2 separate regions of the Bicyclus anynana genome follow, and region 2 is linked to region 1. The links are chromatin contacts, called in public Hi-C maps. All regions are on one chromosome and are shown on one strand. The core of a region is the stretch at or near the end of the contact, and the rest is flanking DNA. Distances in the headings are between cores, read along the strand shown.

What was found. A called contact is a pair of places that touch in the nucleus more often than the background predicts.
Region 2: a Hi-C map of whole larva shows a contact between it and region 1, with 3 times the contacts expected there. The contact joins the promoter of LOC112044442 here to the enhancer-like site in region 1. A contact is called at or near these places in 2 of 2 Hi-C or Micro-C datasets (whole body and whole larva).

Annotation. Positions count from the first base shown.
Region 1 is chr14:7,719,669-7,724,543 of ilBicAnyn1.1, reverse strand. The region is part of intron 1 of LOC112044442 (protein alan shepard); the gene reads left to right. Among protein-coding and RNA genes, the nearest start is that of LOC112044442, 46 kb to the left of the region's middle. Within about 2 kb of position 2,838, at least 8 of the 8 cell types and tissues checked have open chromatin away from gene starts, as enhancers often do.
Region 2 is chr14:7,765,609-7,770,483 of ilBicAnyn1.1, reverse strand. It overlaps LOC112044442 (protein alan shepard), which reads left to right and starts at 2,285. Exons shown (of 10, transcript XM_024080291.2): 1 at 2,285-2,652.

The DNA.
Region 1 (4,875 bases), core at 1,589-4,088:
AGTTTTTTGTGTACAATAGCAGATTAGAATAATTTACCAATCATCTACTATACCTACTAATAATTTCATCATTATCAACCTATATTCGGTTTTCCTTCACCGTTTGAGACACGTGATATTTAATTTCTTAAAATGCACACAACTGAAAAGTTGGAGGTGCATGCCCCGGACCGGATTCGAACCTACGCCCTCGAGAATCGGAGACAGAGGTCATATCCACTGGGCTATCACGGTACTAATAATTTTATCTATGCTAAATTTCATCTACTAACACACTAAGTCGACTCAGTTTTATATAATAGTAATAAAAATAATTACAATCTTATCTGATATCGCGGTGATAAAATACATCAGAAATGCTTTGCTAAATAAAACGTCAAGCTTAATTTAAAAAAAAAAGTGTTACGTATACACTTGTATAACGTAATTTCTTTTAAGAAAAATGCGTTGTGCGTAGAATAAATAACGAGCGAAGAATCATTATCGAGAAAAACAATACAGTTACACGCTTTTATTACGTTCAGGATCGACATACGCCGTTTAATTTACGACTGCCAGAATGTTTACAGCATTACTTAATGCCATCCTAGAGATTCGCTGGTATGTTATTACTCGCTCGACAGTTCATTTCAGCTGTTAGACGATTAAGGTTCCTTTTACTTGGAATATATTGCGTTGTAAATTCGTCCGGAACTCCGATGACTTGCAGTACGGGCTGGCTTTCAAACATTTTCAGTCCTTCAGGGGGGGACATTAATTAATTTCACCGCACAGCCCGTGCGTTCAATTTGAGTGACTCTGTTCTTTAGCCCTTTTTTGTTCGGAAGCACGACGTAAGCTCTTTTAGCGAGCCGATTACACTTTTGTGTAAATTGTAAGGGGATGAGAAGAATAGTTGTTTTTCAGGTTTGCGGAAAAATATATTTACATCAAAGGGAATTTTCCTTTTTTTTTGTTTTTGTTATTATACTCACCCTTTACAGGCTTTTATTATATTGCGTTTTGCTTAGCCGGTAATAAAAATATATAGCGACTTCTGTTAATTAATACATCACAAAGGGAATCCATTTTGCCCTTTAGCGGTGAATGGGTCGTAACAATTCAGCTTTCTTTTTTCATTTCCCATTTACTTAAAGTTACAATGAAACAATATGTCACTTTCTAGTGTGCAAAAGGATGAGCTCCCCTCCCCAATTCTCATATTATGCTTACTCATACGACGGTGCTTAGTCCTCTAATACACCCTTCTCTAGTCTTTTGTGCTGAAATCCGAGTCGTACGATTAACCGTGACTTGCAGTTCGCTTTACCAAGTTAATTGTGTCCGTCCACAACCCACGAGCGCAAATACTCGTCCTACAAAACTTAAATTAAGCATCCGAACCTGTTTATTTCTGCTACGAAATTGCACACAATTTGTCTCTTAAGTTAATTTTATAGCTTATAATTTGATCGTTCCACGTGTGTAAATATCTACTTACGATTTTTTGATGTTTCAAGACCCGTTATCATTGACCGGCCGGCAATCTGGGACGCATTAATACGGTGAACGGCGATTGCACTGATATAAAACATTATTATTTACAATAACGCGATCGAGTCTGGAGGCAGCTGCATTTTAGTCACCGTAAAAAAAGATGAGTGAAATCGCAAGGTATGTTTTATTAATTCTCCGTACACGCTACGGCAAAATGAAGCCGAGCGCCATTTTTCTGCGGACGAGATTTAAATATGGAATTCCGGTGTGCGAGTGGGAGAGGCGCGTGCCATTGACCTTGCGCCAGGGCCGCGCACGCGCCGCCGCCCGCCCCCGCGCCCGCGCCCGCGTCTGCGCCCGCGCCCTCCCGTCGCCACCACGCTGCACTAAGCACGCCGATCGTAAATGTGTTGCATTATCATATTCGCTAATTAAAATTAATTATTTTTTACTGGACTGGACGTCAATTTATTCGTAATGAATATAGCAATTTGTGTTTGTAATTATTTATATTAAGCCTTTTTTCGCTTTGCTTTTGGTTAAATTATTTTATTGTGTACTTTTTCCATTAGATTCCGTTATCTTATATAACGGAATGTCCCAATTCACGCTAGTTGTTCTCTCATCTCATGTTCCGGTGTTAAAATCCAAAGTACAAAGGTAAAATAGTCAGTATTTAAAATGTACTTCCGCAAAGTAAAGCCTGATTCTCTACAATATTTTTCTCACTGCTCATATTCCTGAACGTTCTGCAGACTTTATAGTCCGGGATACTCAATTTGCAGTTACTAAAGTGTCATTGGAATCGATTAGATTTGGTAGATTAGATGATAGAAAGAATAAATGGTTATATACTTTTTGACTTTCAGCAGTGGAGAAAAAAAACTACAAACTTTGTTACTTCTTAGATTAGTTCATTAAAAATAAGTAAAAATTGACCGCGCTCGTGGTTCGATAACAGTAATATAAATGTTTTATTTTGTAACATTAGAACTCTCCCATTACGTTACGCTCATCAATCATCAGATTTTCGAAATCCGCACCTTTTAGCTATCAACTCACCTACTTTATCTTAATCTGATGCGCTGGTTGAGTATTTCTGAAGTAAGTTTTTTTTTTGGTTGCCATAAACGTACCCACCAATATTAAGGGCTCATACTTAGTGAAGGTACTGAACAACGTGCAGAGTATACTCCCATATTCATCTGCCGCGCTTGAGTAACTGCAAAAATCCCCTCTTCGGCTCCCCTACTATTACGGTTAACTTGATCGTGAGTGGCCGTCGTAAGCGGCACCGCTAATATACGTTTGGTCGCATCTGAAGGACACTAGTCACTACACATTTCACCGTTGGAGGCGCGCGTGACGCTCGTCACAGTGAAAGGCCTTATTAAACCGGGTCCCGCAGAGATACAACCAAGCAACGGGCGTATACGAATCTGCTTCAATGAATTCAACTGGTTCTCTTAAGAATATGCGTGATGTCCGAGTAAAAAAATCGTATCATCCAAACCAATAACGCGTATTATACGAATCTGCTTCAATGAATTCAACTGGTTCTCATACTAAGAATATGCGTGATGTCCGAGTAAAAAAATCGTATCATCGAAACCAATAACGCGTATTATACGAATCTGCTTCAATGAATTCAACTGGTTCTCATACTAAGAATATGCGTGATGTCCGAGTAAAAAAATCGTATCATCCAGACCAATAACGCGTATTATACGAATCTGCTTCAGAAAATTCAACTGATTCTCATAGTAAGAATATACGTGATGTCCGAGTAAAAAAATCGTATCATTCAAACCCACACGAAAAAATCACTGAGTTTCATTTTTTATAACCCAAAAAACTTATATATTCTGTTTCAATGTTAAAATTGATGAAATATCACAGAATACAGTCGTAATAATACAGATAGATGTCACGAGAGCATTTGCATTAATTGTATATCATGGCAAATTGAAGATTTTTTACAAACCCTAAATCTGGTGGCATTATCGTCAATCTAAAAATTAATTATAACTTCTTCTTAATTTGAGTTATTTTGAGTTGAGTTTGAGTTAATTAGTAATTAAATTATCTAATTAAAATCATTTATATAATATACTAATAATGCATATACGGAAGATATTGACGAAAATTAATTAATTAATAACGAAAAAAAAATTGTAACGAATTGAGAATAGCGTGTGAAAAAGGTTACGTTCGTATTGGTATATTTTTTCAAGCTGCGGCAAACCTAATTAGACTCGTTCACGTCACAAACAATTCGTCTGCAAAACACGCTCCTGGGTACTTAATTAGGGAAATTGCACACTGTTTACATATCTGCCTAAACTACCCAACGTTACCTAATGAACTAGACTGTACTGGGCTGACTGATGCACCGAACTGTGGAATAATTGATAGAAATTTTAGTTGCTCGCAAACAACTGGACAGCTTTGAAATGTTAATATGGTTTTAGGTGGCAACCAATGAAATGAAATCAACTGAACGGTTTTAGTCGATTTAATAAACGAGCTAGTATCATTCTATTCGAGGTAAATCGACCTTTATGTACATACGACATTGTACTACGTACTTCATTGCGTTGAGGAGTATTATAGTAAAATTTATAAATATTTGTCGTTATAATACGATTAATTATAAAACCATCCAGTGTCTTTAGTGTCTTGGCATAGCAATCTCCACTTTTACACATAGAGGAATTAGATAAGGAGATGCATCGCACCCAAATTGACAAATGATCATATACTTTTGACAGAGGGGTAATGTCTAGCGAGTCAGGTCCCTAATCTTAATAGTCAAAGCCATGTAATAAATATTATAAGTTCATTATTTTGACCAAGTTTGAGCCTAAGCTCTACATCCCTATTCTACAAAATATAAAAGTATTCATACATTCATTTTGTTTTTTTTGCTTTGCTTGCATTAATGCTTCAATGTGTCATAAATTATAGAATTTCGAATAAATAAATAAATTTCGAACGTAGTCACATTCACTATAATTTCATTAAAGCATACATGTAGAAAATAAAACAGAAGTAAAAGTTCGCCTTGCGCGTTATACCTAATATTTCAGCTATCGCGTCTAGACAGTATAAATTGTGCTTTCAAAGGGGCTAACAATCCCAGTAACCGCTAGTAAGTCTACCGGCGCACCGACTCGCTTTAGAAAATAAATCATTGAACTGATTGAAGCTATTCTCTTTCCCCTACCTAGTTGCGTCTAGTATAGCGATACTTGATAGGGGAAACTCCTACTAAGCGTGGCGATAGCGTGAATTTGTTTTACTTGCATTGTTTATTTTTTTGGTTCAGCTAACGGTTACTTCACCGTTTACAATATCCTGTGTACGAGGTATTTATAGACGGAGAGCCCGTGAAGCCCA
Region 2 (4,875 bases), core at 1,036-3,535, 46 kb before region 1:
ACATAAAATGAGCAAGCGTAACTCGGTACATTTTTTGCTGCAATATATTGCTTGTCTTGACGCAATCCTTTGTGTCTATTCAATTCATCAACATGGTCTTTGTTTTGCCTCTTATCTGACCACCTGGCGAAAACTTGATAAATTATACAAACTGTTCTAAGCTGAAAACTTTTACTACCCTTAAAAATAATATATCGGAACCGCAAAAGGTTTTCGTTTATTTAACTAACTCTTGTGTTAAACTTCAGTCTCTACTTTTGGAAATGAGTCTTTGAGAAATTAGCTTTTTAGATTTTTTGAATTATTTTGTCTCCAGTAGCGTTATGTGACTACGTTTATGTAACTAGACAGTGTTATTTACGAAATTAGCCTCTATCTATAAGCAGTCGATGGATGTCCACTGCTGAACATAAGCCTCTTGCATGGACGTCCAAGCACAACGGTCTCGAACCGCCAGCATCCAGCGGCTCCGTGCAAATTGCTTGATATCCTCGGTCCACCGAGTGGGAGGTCGACTAACACTGCGTTTACTAAGTGCGGGGTCGCAATTGCAGCACCTTGGACCCCAGCGTCCATCGGCTCTTCGAACTATGTGGCCTGCCCAGTGCCACTTTAGCTTCGCGACTCGCTGAGTTAAGTCAGTGATCTGCGGATCTCCTTATTTTTGATTCGACCCTAAAAGAAACACATAGCTCGCTCCATCGCCCGCTGAGTGACTTTGAGCCTTCTAATAAGGCCCATAGTTAGCCTATCTAGGTGTAGTAAGTAGCGCGTTTGAAAAATACTAACCGAGACGAATTCATGTCTTGTTGAGTTGTAAACACATTATAACGTTACTACATTCATACCCAGCTAATTAATAAAATTCTCGTGTCGCGGTATTTGTTACCAAACTCCTCTAAAACAGCTGGACCGATTTTTATGTGCATATCGGGTAGTTATGAGAATCGGCCAACATCTGTTTTTCATACCCCTAAGTGAAAACTTGATAAGCATTTAACTTGATAAGCGCTGCGTCAGCCCCTACAATAGTACACCCCAAATAGTTTATTTTATTTTTTTAGACAAAATTTTCATTTTTAATTTTTTTATGATGTGGCAACCCATAACCCATGTCTTAATAGTAATAAGGCAAAACCACGTTTACCAGGTCAGCTGGTTTTCGTATTAAGTTTTACCTAGATCGGGTCAGACGTTTATTTAAAAAGCTGAGAAACATACTCAATATGTCTATATCATCTGAACGTTAAAAAACCTTAACAAAACTTAACCAAGGTTTTTATATCACCGAGAGGTACGGATTAGTTGCGCGCTCATATATCAGGACCACCGGATGTTCACAATTACGTCGAGAAGAGGAAAATTTTAATAGGAGTTTTACGGCGAATCGTTTCACTATTAACGCGAGGCCAATATCACATTTTGCAAAAGGATAAAAAGGGATATAAAGTAACTTGTATGGCGGGTCGATGCAGAAATCTGTGCGAGCCATGGGCGTGGGTGAACCGGTCTAGAGGATGAACTTTAAGACGCAAAATAAAATAAAGCGTAGCTCCGCGACACCGACCCGGGACCTTAATGTCCAATTCTTCGCGAGGTCTGCTATCATAAATCTCCCGGCAACATATGTTCCCCTATTATTAAGGAAGATTTTAAAATACACTCGGTAGGTATTATTATAATGCAATTAAAAGGGTTCGTGCTGTATAAGGAAAAAAATGTTCTAAACATTTCATTTGCGGTCGTTAGGATTCATCGGGTTTTCCGAATAAAATTCAATGCTATATATAATTCTGTAATCAATTTTGTCTCGTATACAAAATTTGAGCAAAATTGTTGTATTTAGCACATACGATAAATTTCAAAACTTAATGTGGGGGATGATACTATTAAAATGTAGCTTGAACTCCCGAGGGTAAACCTTTAATTTACCTCGAGTGGACACAATTGGAAGAAAACACAAGAGAGGGCGTCACGCCGGATTAGATTAGCCGAGATAAGATTAGTGGCGTCGCGCGCCGGCCGCGGAGCCGCCGCCGCCGCCGGCCATGCGAACCTGCTAATTGCGAGCGGCCGAGCGCTCGGAATTACCCGCATAGCGGCCAACTGCGACATTTCTCTATGCGCTCCAGATTGCAATCGCTACGAAATGTGTACCGCAGGTTTATCGGCCGCGCGACGTACGACGTCGCCGTGGCGTACCTTGGCCCTCCATGAATATTCAGGCGGGTGAGGCGCGAGTTTCGCGGGCCGGACTCGGGCGGGGCTGCACCCTAATGCAATGATTCATATTATTCGGTTTGCGGGCGAGTTGAACGTCTTCCATTATTGTCATTCATCGGAGGAAGTGGGCGGCGAGGGGCGGCGCGGGTGCCGGCGGCGGCCCCCGCGCCGTCCGCCGGCACTCAGTCGCTCGCCGACACTCTCGCTGCCAGTACGCGAGAGCCGCGATGCCCGTCGTCTCCGCTTGACTCGGTCCGTGTGTGTGTGCCCTCGGTGATCTCAGGCCGGAGCCCGCTCGCGTCGTGCAGTGCCCCGGACCGTCAGCGCGAGCCGCAGCAGGCCCAGCTCGCACCGGTGCCCGCGCGAACACTCGCACGCCGACGGCTCACCGCTCAGCTGACCGGCGCGCTTACTGCCTTCGAGCGCACGGTGAGTGCCTGAGTGCGATCGATCACTGCATGCACGCGCCCGACACGTTTCTATTTCGAGTCGCTCGCGAAAATCGGCACCCGATAGCCCAACAGCTTCTTGGATGTCAGTGTTACGCCGACGGCTGACAGGTTACAGGAAACGTCGTTCGATCTTTAATTGGCTGCTTTATCGGTTTTGTTGATAAACAGTGTCGGTTGACAGCTATGCGCTCGGTCGTCTGTGGAAAGTCATGTTATGAATTGGGATTCATATCGTGAAACGCTGAAAGCAAAACATGACTGTGTTTGTAGTGGCGAATGAGGTACTTAGCGTCAATTTATTGTGAGCTCCCCTCCCGCACCGCGCGTCGGTTGTGCAGCCAGCTGACTTCCCGTCGGTCGGCTGATACTCTTGCGCAAACCGTCAGCCCCACGCGACCGCCGGCTCCCACCGCTGCCTGAATCGAATGCCCTACTATCATGACGACAGCAAATTGTTATAACATCCTTTCCAATGCTCCTCATTTCACGACCGACACGTGATATATGTGAAGAAGCTTACCTCGTGTCATCAGTCCCTGAAACACCAGTAGAAAATCAGAAATGAAATATTTGTGATAATGTCAAATCAGAATTATTTGAAGCCAAAATTGTGTATTACGTTGATCAGGTACACTGGCTAGCAACTACCGAAGAGATTCGTTATCTCTTATCAACCTGCTCTTGCGAAGGTCGCACTGATAGCGACGTTAACAGTTGGAAGACTGAAAGCTTTCTACGTCTGACGTCACCGAACACTTGTACGATTACTCGTTAATGTACACTCATTGAGTGATGATGAAACTAGTAATTAAAACAAATGATGAACGTCGATTTAGACCAACAAATCATTCTGTAAATTGGCCTAAATCAGACAAATATGTCAGGTTTACGGTCAACAAAATGAGAATTTTTATTCGTTCATAATTGATCGTAAATTATTCTGTACCGGAAGAAGTACTTACCGTTTTCCGGTACAATCGCGTGCTCAAAGTATAAATGCATTTTAATAATACACGGCTTACACAAGACGAGTGTGGATTGCATTTTTCGGAACAAATTTAAAAGACGGTTATATTTATGGATTCTGCCATATCAATATTTGTTTGAACATTTCGAAATTTCACGAACAAGCGCTATTAGAAGATTTATTTTATTTCACTCTATAATAAAGAACAACTTTCAGGCCTGCATGAAAACATAACCTAAAATATCCTAGAATTCTTGTAAAATTGGCTTTCAACTTAACATTTTCCCACGCGCTTACAAACTCTAAAGGTTTTAACTTTTTTTTTCGTTATTATTTTATGTTTACGAAGATCAAATGTTTTCAATTTGTAATGGTTTATCCACCTAAACTACTTCAATTTCAGAAATCAGAAATGACGAAGATTTCAACTAACTACGGATAAAGAAACTTAGCTGTCACATCATAAAGATAGAATTCAACAATGTTTAAATGAACAAAACCGAACGTTTCATGAGAAAGTTTTATGAGAATTTCATGTATAATATATTTTCTCTTTTTAACCCTCCTACTTTTAACACAGCAAGTTTTTAGTTTACTTAGCATTATATAAACTTTAGAATTTTAGATCCTAATAACTATAGGTACATTAAAATAATGATAGATAATCAAAACTAAAAGGCATATTTTAGATTAAATTTCTACTATCGCATAAAAGTCAAAAAAACTAATCGACATCTCTACCAACGTTGTTTCGGACATAAATTATGTAATCGAAAAACACAAACACTTAAATGACAAAGGTCATTGTTGTATTTAAATTTCGTTCAAATGACGCATACTATAGTCATTATCGCTTCATTATAGATAACATAAATTTCCTTCCCTAGAACATTTGATAACACCGACGCGTGAAATAAATTCTATGTTAAACTTCATAATTATGTAGAGTCATTTGCATTTTAAATTTAATTAATTTAACATAACTTTTGAATTTTCAACACTGATTGTTTTTATGTGGCAAAACTATTTATTACTATTAATGTTTTAAGCCTACAATTGACCTATGATTGTATTTTGATACTCCGTTTACATAAATCGTTTTTATGTCTTGAATCAGCATGATGTACTTGTACGTATCTGTGTTGACCATTTCTTTTGTCAACTAACATAAAAAGCCTTTCAAAACACTCGCATAATCCGAACCACATTTTTTCCTCACTACATTCCGAATCA